Regions from separate parts of the Hordeum vulgare genome. Here region 2 is linked to region 1. A link is a contact called in public Hi-C data. All regions are on one chromosome and are shown on one strand. The core of a region is the stretch at or near the end of the contact, and the rest is flanking DNA. Distances in the headings are between cores, read along the strand shown. Region 1 holds the start of LOC123411410 (protein ALTERED XYLOGLUCAN 4-like). Region 2 holds the start of LOC123408394 (galacturonosyltransferase 8-like).

Region 1 (5,303 bases), core at 1,519-4,018:
GCACTTATTTTAAAACAGAGAATATAGTACTAATCATATTGTTTAAAGCGCACTATCTTAAAGACCTCGTGGTGGCACGGGAAGCTATCAAATGAAAGTTGCGTGCTTTGTCATCGACGACGCGACGCTTGCAGGCGCCGCTATCTTCCAGAAAACATTGTCGTGGTGCTCCTTTTCATGCAAGAATTGAGTAAAGACTCTTGTAGTTTGTAGACTCGGCAGCGGCAACGCTTTGTGTTGTTTTCCCTCTCCAGGACCTTGTCGTGGAGCTTAGGTGTTTAGGGCTTTTTGTGGCGTTGTATTCGGTTTACCCAATGCTTTTTTTGGTACCGTAGTTGTTTTGCGTGATCCGGTTAGTTTGGAATCAGTATTGTGTGAGGGTTATCTCATCGTCTTGTATCGTTCGACCGTGAACTTGATTCGATGATTGCATTACATATAAAGAGGGGCAAAAACCCGTTTCAAGAGAATACTAATCACCGCTTTAAACATTGATTATTACGAGCCTAGAGTATTGTTATGCTAGTCTGTTTCGGATAACCCCACCGATTCCTATGATGTATTGTTGCTATCGAGTGTCCAATATTAATTTCTACGCGTGTGTGTCAGCGATGGAGCCTTGGTGAGTTCCGGTGAGGAGGTGATCTGTTATTTTTTTTCTTTGATGGCTGCTATGATGGTGCCGGAGAGAGGTGACGGATGTTGGTATCAAGCTAAGCGATGTTTTGCTATCTTTTCAGTTTTGTCATGTCGGTTTTACGTGACTTGTAGTTTGATCTTTACGATATGAATGAGACACGTATCACCATGCAATTTTTTTTACCCATTATTGATTTTTATCGTGTGATTCCCTCGTCCATGCCATTGTACATTGCATGCCCCCACAGCTTTGCTGTTAAGCAGAAAATTACGGTAAAAAACAGATCGGCAGCTACTGCGGCTTAGATAGGAATAGCGCCATGAATAAACGACGAAGCGACGACGCGACGCCCAGCACGCAGGAATAATCCTGCCGCCACGTTCTCAGGTGGCAGGGCCTGCATGCAGTGCACCGTTCCGTTCCTGGCACTGGCTGGATGTTAGAGATCTCCAACAGGCGCCGGTCAGCCTAAAAAACCGATTTGCATCGTGCGGTTTACCTTTTTTAGCGCGAGTGCCGGCTCGAGCAGCCGTAACATATTTTAGCACGTGGGGCGTTTTAACAGGCGCTGTAAATTAAAATGCAAAACTTGTTCAACACGTAAAATATATGCATAGATTTAATACATAATTCATTTATATAGATAATAAACTAGTCCAACACGATAATATAGATAATCCAACACGATAAAATACACAGATAGATAATAAAAAAAGTACATAAATAGATAAAACTACTCTGAGTCGTCACCCGGGTGCTGTCCGAAGTAGATAGTCATGCGTCCTCCCAACGGTCATCGTCAGAAGTGAAGATGAACGGCAAACCGCTGTTGACGGCCCCGCACTGCGATATAGCGAGTAACATGCGCCGACACTTGTCCTGCCGCTCCTCGCGACGCCTTGCCGTCCTCTCCGCCCAGAAGGCGTTCTCGGTGGCGACGTCCTTAGGGTGGTGCCGACGCCACTCCGCCATATCTCGCTCGTCCTCCTCCACGACGAGGAGCCGGCGCTGCTGCCGACGGTGCTCCTGATGGTCCTGGTCTGATATCAGACGAGGTGGAAGGGCAAGGTCATGCGCCTGCTCGCGCATGTAGACATCCCAAAAATTCATCTGCGCACGAGACCTCTCTAGGCGCCACACCGCCGCGTCGTACACGCGGGCGGCCTCGTGCGTGGTTTCGAAGGTGCCGAGGCCGAGGCGGACGTCGCCGGACCTGATCTCGGCGTAGTAGGCGCCGGAGGGGCGCTCGCGGACGCCGCGGTAGCCCGAGGTTCCACGGGGGCGCGGCAACATGGTGGCAGAGGAAGCGGCGAGAGAGCGGCGAGAGAGGGCGCGTGGCTATGGACAGCCGTGTGGCGAGCGACGCATTTTATAGGCGCGCTGAAAGCGGTGCGCCAAATCTAGCGCGCGGCAGCATGCTTTCTCCCCCGCGCGTGCAATAGTTTTCCGCGTTCGCTGGAGCGTGCGATTTCGTCCTGCACGCGCTAAAAATCTAGTTTACCGCGCGCATGTTTTTTGACGCCGCTGTTGGATATGCTCTTATATGCACGCTGCCGCCTAGCACCGTGGCAGTAAGTGCCACGCGTCGCCGTCACAATTGTGGTGGTCTCTTCTGTCAATTTTATCTATAGATGATTTGTTTTTTGTCAATTCTGTTGGGCTCATGGTCCTTTTGAACAAAAAATTGTTTACATCCTCCTCTTCTCCCCTCCATTTTCTCCTCATACAGTACCAATCTAATTCTTGCTTCATTTCAAGCACAACTGCACAAGCTAGGCGATCCCTTCTTCTCTTCCACCTCCTCAAGGTCAGCAATTTTCCTGCGCACATATGAGTATACTACATACATGTCTCACCGTTTATGTCTTGACTACGCTGACCTCAATTTATATCAATTTCTTGTGTTCCTCTGGAACCTCACACGTCGCCTCGATCAACTCAATCATTAATCACCTTTTCTATTTCTTGGTTTATGCAAGCTCTCAAATTGTTGACGTTGACTCCTGGTTTTAGTCTGTTTAGTTTCTGAAAAAAAACGGATAGGAACTGAGACTTTTTAGTTGGGACTAAAAAAAAGTCTTAGTAGTTTAAAAAAAACAGTGCCATAATTCGACGCTCAAACTCCCATATATATACGGTATGTCACCAGTACTAGATTCCAATTTATATACTCCATTCGCTCCATAGATGCATTCGCTCAAACTCCCATATATATATATACGATGATGCGGAGTAGATGCATTCGCTCCATAGATATACACACCCCGGTACCTATCTAGAGGTAGAAGGCTGCATATCGTACGTCCTCGGCAAATGGGAGGAACACAAATTGGAACTCATGGCCAGTGTTCCTTCCTCAAGAACTTCCTCACTGGTGCTCTGTTGACCTTGCCTATCGTTTACATCCTCCTCTACTCCACTCCATCTTTCCTCTCATGTACCAGTCTTCTCGCTGCATTTCAAGCACATCGCTCAGGCACAAGCCCTCCTCAAGGTAAGCATGCAATTAGTCGTACACGCGTATATATATGTTTCACTGTAGTATATTGTATATGTCTTTATTGCATTTCTGGGATCGTTCGAAAAAATGGCTTGATTTCATGCTATTTATATGCTGACCTCCATTAATTTCTTGCGTTCCTGATCGATTCCCCGGCCAGCTTGGCAGCAATGCGACTACACCGCCGGGAAGTGGGTGTGGGATGACAGCACCACCGGCCCGCGGTACGATAGCCAGAACTGCGAAATGAAGAGCGCGGAGAAGTGCGTCATCAACGGCAAGCCGGACAACGGGTACCTGCACTGGCGGTGGCAGCCGGCGGGCTGCAACCTCTCGGCGCTCGACCCGACGGAGTTCCTCCGTGTGGTCTGGGGCAAGCGCCTGGCTTTCGTGGGCGACTCCACGGCGCGCAACCAGGCGGAGGCCCTCGTCTGCTTCCTCTCCACGGTGTCGCGGCCCGAGACGACGCACCGGTACGACGAGCGGCTGGGCCGCAAGTTCTGGCGGTGGGTCTTCCCGGCGCCGCACAACGTCGAAGTCTCCACGTACTGGTCGCCGTTCCTGGTGCGCGGCGAGGGCAGGTCGGAGGACTACGGCATGACGCAGGACACGGTGTTCCTGGACGCGCTGACCGAGCCGTGGACGGCGGACGTGGACGCGATGGACGTCATGGTGATCTCGGCGGGGCACTGGTTCAACCACCCGGCCGTCTACTACGACGACGGGCAGATCGCCGGCGTCTTCTCCCGTCCGGACGTGAACGAGACCGACATCGGCGGCGGGTACGTCGGCGCGTACCGCAAGGCGATCCGGAGGGCGCTGGAGTACGTGAACGAGAAGTCGTCGAGCGGCGACAGGCAGAAGCTGGTGGTGGTGTCAACCATGGCGTCGGCGCACTTCGACGCCAGGTACGCGTGGAACCACCGGGACGCGTGCTCTCGGCCGAACCCGTATGGTGAGGGAGAGGCGCCCGAGGAGGTGATCACGGCCGAGATGAGGAAGGCCGTGCTGGAGGAAGCGGCCACGGCGGCGGCGAAAAGGCAGCGACGGGGGTTGCGGTTCGACGTGCTGGACGTGACGAGGCTGGCATCCATGCGGCCCGACGGGCACCCAGGCGCCTACATCGTCAAGGGCAGGTACGGTCTCGGAAAGCCCGTGCCAGAGACGGTGAACAACGACTGCTTGCACTGGTGCTCGCCGGGGCCTGTGGACACGTTCAACGACATACTCATGCAGATGCTGGCTACAAGCGGCTGAAGCCAAGTGGTATGCACGATGCGGTACATGCCCATCGACGCATCGTGCATGCGTGGTGGCTGCCACGACGCCACCTACCCACCACCCCGACCACGCGCATCTCTTGCGCACGCGTCCACGCGAGGCCGACGGCCACGTAGAAAATGCAAGAAATCTACGATGAATTTTTAGGCATGACAAACCGAATGTCTTTTATTATAGACTAGCACAAATGCCCATGCTTTGCAACGAGACACATTGTTACATGTCTTATGACTATAGCTATTTCCCTTCTTTCTCGTCTCAGTTTGTCACACGTACATGTGTTATAACTGAATAAAAAATCTTTAGACTGTTACGGTTTTCGTATATGCTCTTCGGAGAGGAAAAAAAGACCAACTTAATTTATAAAGCACGTTAAATACCTCGATAGGTTATCAACACCTTTTATTATGCTCACCAGTGTTTCATATATTTTCATTTTAAGTACTCACTCCGTTTTAAAATTTGTGCGCCATATGTTTAAATTTGTGCATGAAACAACAACCCTTAAAAGCGCCCCCACAGTTCTTTGTTTTATTAATATAAAAAATACATGCTCAATAGAAAAAAATAACAAAATAAGCTTATGTGTGATTGAATCGAGGATTATGGGGTAAAAGGGTTGAGTTATAGCCATTTGGGCTACTAATATGCTAAAACGGCCGGGGGCACAAGTTTTTAAATATTAATTTTGAAAATTACGTGACCAATTTTAATTTTTTCTGAGCGATTTTCATATATAACGTGTTAGATTTGGAGTTAGGATTTAAAAGATATGAATGTTTGAAAAACATTTGAATTGACACAAAAAATGAAGCAATAGGAAAAGAAAAACAGGAAAGTAACATGTAAAATAATAGCATATTTGAAATCTTCACTTTTTTC
Region 2 (5,303 bases), core at 929-3,428, 150 kb before region 1:
GGATTCCTGAACTTCATATTGCTAGCATCTTTAGTGGCATTCTCAAGCTTATTCTCGAAATAGAATTTTTGGAGGTTTGCTGACTCCAGTTGCCGGAGTACAGGAACATAGGAGGAGTTTAGAAATTTGTAATCTTCGTATGCTTTGACCTCATAATGTGCACCTTGTAAGTCCATTAGGCGGATTATCACCTGCAGTTGCATGACATAAGTTTTACCCACTTTGAAAAGAAAATATTAACGGGACCAGAGAGTCTAAAACGTGATCGGACAAACCTGCATCGCCCCGAGGTTCATTCGGTCGGTCACCACATGGAAGACGTGCTTTGAGGGGTCCTGCGAGTTAGCTACGCAGGAGCGGACGACGACAGAGGCCGCGAGCACGTTGTCGGAGAAGATGGCGTAGTGGAAGAGCGCGGGGTCCTCCAGCGCGGCAGGCGGCGGCACCGGGTCCGCGAACTTGTCTGGCAGCGCGATCCGCTCGGCGGTGAGGCGGACAGCGAGGCAGTGGAGCGGCTTGGGTATGGATTTGGCGGCGATGAGCGAGGCGAAGGCGCCGCGCTTCTTGGCGCGCGCGAGCAGCTCGTTCTGCGCGAAGATTGCGTCCTTGAGGCGCTGGATTTTGAGCTGCGGGTCGAACAGCGGCTTGGCGTCGGCGATGGCGGCGCGGGCGGCGCGGATCAGGTCCTTGGCCTGGAGGTCGAGCCGGCGCGCCTGGTCGGCCTGTGACGCCGGCTCGGACGCGGCGACGGCCCCCAGGTCCCGGAGCGTGGCGGTGAGGTTGCGGTGGAGGGAGGAGAGGAGCCGCAGGTGGCGCGCGCGGTCGAGGTGGAGACGGCGGGAAGCCGCGGCGAGCGCGGCGGCGGAGGCGGCCGCGTCCGAGGCCTGCTTCCGGATCTGCTCCGCGCGGAGGCGGTCGCCATTCACGGCCGCGGACCCGCCGCCTCCGCCGCCTACGGCGGGCGGTGCGGCGGCGACGAGCAGGAGAAGCACGAAGACAGCGGCGGGGAGGGCGGAGTGTCCGGGGCTTGCGGCAGCGGCTGCGGCTGCCATGGCTTCAATGCTCGTAAGGTTCGGCAGCTCGCCGCATTGGAGGGGAGGGAGAGTGATTGGGGTTGGGGATGAGACGAGAGGGATTAATGTTCGGGCAGTGGCAGTGGGGCAGTGGGAGTGGCACTGCCACTGGCAAGAGGATTTATGGAGATGGTCCTGTTTTTTTCAGGTCCAAATCACGAAGCACGCGTCGGTGGGGAGTGCAAGGCGGCCGGAATTCGGGTACCGGCCGTGTTTTTTTTATGAACTAGAGATCAAAATTAATGCAAAAAATAAATATAAAACTTTCTTAGTACATGACTTAATTTTTTGGAAAAAAATAATGAATGAGATGGTATGTTTTGGATGAAGAGACTTATGATTCCATGCATGATTTGATGACGTGTCATTGTTGTATGAAAAAGAAAATTGAAACTAGTGGGTTGTAGCTATTTAAAAATAGAGGATACTTAGGGGTGTTTGTTTACAGGGAAAGGGATTTTTTTAGTCTCATATAAACCAAACACGAGGAACTTTAAAAGTGAGCATTTGGGACTAAAGAAAAAAGTCCCTAAAGAAGAGTTTTTTGGGGACTTTTTGAAACTTTTTCAACAACGCCTCTACTTTTAGCATGTCATTTAATAACCTCTAGTTCATTCATAATGGTAACATGGTCTTTTAGCATGTCATTTAATAACCTTTATTCCATGTTTAATCGCTGGAACCAAACAGATAGGGACTAGGAACTTTTTAGTTGGGACTTAAAAAAATCCTAAGACTTTTTAAACAAACAGTGCCTTATTTCGTTTCTAAATATAAGTTTCTTAAGATTTTATTAAAAAACTATATATAAAATAAAATAAATGAATTTATAATCTAAAATATATCTATATATACGTATGTATTTTTTAGTCAAACCTCTAAAAACTTATACTTTCTTCATTCCCTTATGCAAATTTATTGGAGCCACTGATGTATCGAGCAGTTTACCACATTGAGCACGCGCCCACCCCGACTAGGTCGCCTCCTCCACCATCACCCTCGCTACCTGGTACACATGCGTCGCCCATGTGTCTTCGTTGCATATGAAAATGCCATCGCCAAGCAGATTCACAGCATGGTCACGGACAAGGCCCGAGGTCACCATTGTCAACAAGGGAGCTTCGCTGGCCGACCACAGGAAGGCCTTTGCGTGAAGAAAACTTTTACTCGATCGCTTCACGGTGTTTAAATTTAGGAATCGGATAGACGAAGAAGTAAACGTTTTACTCCTCTAACCAATTTAGAAGATCGGCTAGGTATCGGTTAGAGAAGTAAAACCAAGATTTCATTCATCTCTAGCCTTTCATGGAATCGGCTAGAGTTTTTTTATGAAGTGAAGGAAATCGGGTAGAGTTATCTCTCAAGAAACAATATGCTCAATGGACACAAAAATGTTCTTACCCTTTTTATCTTCATTTTATTGTCTTTAAGCTCACGGAAAGCCCTTAATTTTGGGAAGCTTCCACAAGCTTCACAATCCGTGGTGTTTCAATTGCTGGACTGTTTATGGTTCGCAGAAAGCCCCCAATTTGTGGATCGATTTTTCTTTCCTTTTCTTTTTCTTTTCCTTAATATTTCCCCTTTTCTCTATATTTTTTACTTTTCCAAATACCTTGAACCTTTTCAGAATTGATGAATTTCTTAAAATCTGAAGAACTTAAAAAAACAATGATTTTTTTCCAAATTCAAGTAACTATTTTCAAATTTAATGAACTATTTTTAAAATTTGTGAACTTTAATTGAAAATAAATGAACTTGAAAAATAGATGAGTCAGTTTTTAAGTTCAATAAACTTTTCCAAAAGTTGTGAACTTTTTTCCAAGTTCGATAAACTTTTAAAGATTTATGAACTTTATTTCTAAATTTGTGAACTTTTTTTAAGTTTGAAAACATTTTTTAATTCATGATTGTTTTTAATTTTTTGCTATTTTTCGTATTTTTCAAAAGTCAATAGTTTACCAGACAAGTCAGCCGCGACGGGTCAAATGCAATTGAGCCGAAAAAAACACGATCGGGTGACCAACGAAGATTTCTTCCTTTTGGTCCGGCCCACGAGTGGGCGCGCGCAGGCATCAGCGATCTGTTCAGACGCTTAAGGTGCCGAACAAGAGCTCCCTCCATGGACCATCCTAACCATCGTCTGGCTACGTCAATGGTAAATGCTACAGTAAAGGAAGGTCTTGGCCTCATGTCCCATGCCACAGCACGGCCTGCCTGGCCTGTCTTCGTCATTGCATGCAACCATGCCACCTCAACAATTATGTATGTTAATTTATTTTATTATTTGTTTTGTATGCAAAGATGGAATATCCGTTGGATGCTTAGAGCAAATGTATAATAGATTGTGTTACACATTTTTGTTATGTAGGTAATCCATTGACTCCAATCCAATAGTTTTCTCCTTTTACAAAGTATTTATAATATGATTCATATGTTTTATTATTTTAAAAATATAAAGTTAGAGCAATTAAATATGTTTTCACAATAATTTTGTTTTAGCACCTATTTTTACATCTGATTTATCAAGATTCTCGTGGCAGCACATGGGTATCATATACGTATCCATACCTACTATTAGAAAAAACATGTATTCTCGGTCCATTATGTTATTTTATAAAAAACTTCCTAAAAAATTTAAGAACCAACCCTCAGGATAACAAACTTCTAAGAATCAGCCCTCATCATAAAATTTTCGTCTAGCAGATCCGTATGTCATTCAGCAAAAAAGAGAAAATGTTGTGGCCGGACTAAGAATCGAACTCATGACCAATAGTCACGCACACACTAATTTCTTTGAACTAACTAACAGAGTTAGAGAAGGTTTTTTTAGAAAAGAAGGATGACCCCCGGCCTCTGCATCTGGAAGATACACGCGGCCTTATTATTGATTATTCTCGAGGACCTTACAAAGTAGTACAACAATATGCCTGAATCTGCCACCTTGGCAACATCTGCCGCTACTCCTGTCCATAAGATGAAGGGGTGCAAGCTGGACCAAATACCCAGACCTCTCACTTAAGCCTAACATCTAAAGCCGGAGACCCTGACCGAGCCACATACCGGGTCCGGGGCACAAACCGGTCCGACACACTCACATGTGTCGTCACCGCCATCTTCCACTGGTCCATCTTCAGATAAGATTGAGGTACCAGCCTTGGCAGGTGCCTCCGTCATCGACGCCACCATGACGCCAAACGACGACCTCCACCTACGCGAGTCCATCTCCAAGCAACGGACCGAGATCCATGCTAGGATAGGGCCGCACCACCGCCGTCGCCCACCGCCCACAAGCGCCACCCAGCCCCAAGGTTCCCAAAGCGGCGCCTTCAAGAACGGAACAGCGCCGTGAGCGCCGCCGCCACCCAACAAAGTTAAGGCTTTCGCCCGGGAGACCTAGGGGAAGGGGAAGTGAGGGGATCAGTCCTTACCGACGCCTCCAAAGAGGGGAACGATGTTGGAATTATGCCCTAGAGGCAATAATAAATATATTTATTATTATAATTCATGTATCAAGATAATCGTTTATTATCCATGCTATAATTGTATTGAATGAAGACTTATATACATGTGTGGATACATAGACAAAACACTATCCCTAGCAAGCCTCTAGTTGGCTAGCCAGTTGATCAAAGATAGTCAGGGTCTTCTGATTATGAACAAGGTGTTGTTGCTTGATAACTGGATCACGTCATTAGGAGAATCACGTGATGGACTAGACCCAAACTAATAGACGTAGCATATTGATCGTGTCATTTTGTTGCTACTGTTTTCTGCGTGTCAAGTATTTGTTCCTATGACCATGAGATCATATAACTCACTGACACCGGAGGAATGCTTTGAGTGTATCAAACGTCGAAACGTAACTAGGTGACTATAAAGATGCTCTACAGGTATCTCCGAAGGTGTTCGTTGAGTTAGTATGGATCGAGACTGGGATTTGTCACTCCGTGTGACGGAGAGGTATCTCGGGGTCCACTCGGTAATACAACATCACACACAAGCCTTGCAAGCAATGTGACTTAGTGTAAGTTGCGTAATCTTGTATTACGGAACGAGTAAAGAGACTTGCCGGTAAACGAGATTGAAATAGGTATGCGGATACTGACGATCGAATCTCGGGCAAGTAACATACCGAAGGACAAAGGGAATAACATACGGGATTATATGAATCCTTGGCACTGAGGTTCAAACGATAAGATCTTCGTAGAATATGTAGGATCCAATATGGGC

The links. A called contact is a pair of places that touch in the nucleus more often than the background predicts.
Region 2: a Hi-C map of seedling shows a contact between it and region 1, with 2.3 times the contacts expected there. The contact joins the promoter of LOC123408394 here to the promoter of LOC123411410 in region 1. A contact is called at or near these places in 2 of 6 Hi-C or Micro-C datasets (leaf and seedling) and 1 of 1 datasets of contacts at active chromatin or transcription factors (embryo).

What each region holds. Positions count from the first base shown.
Region 1 is chr7H:98,542,110-98,547,412 of MorexV3_pseudomolecules_assembly, reverse strand. LOC123411410 (protein ALTERED XYLOGLUCAN 4-like) reads left to right here and starts at 2,768. Exons shown (of 2, transcript XM_045104350.1): 1 at 2,768-3,134; 2 at 3,301-4,836. The coding sequence starts at 2,954. The coding sequence ends at 4,397.
Region 2 is chr7H:98,687,380-98,692,682 of MorexV3_pseudomolecules_assembly, reverse strand. LOC123408394 (galacturonosyltransferase 8-like) reads right to left here and starts at 2,178. Exons shown (of 4, transcript XM_045101512.1): 1 at 2,080-2,178; 2 at 276-1,181; 3 at 1-191. The coding sequence starts at 2,178.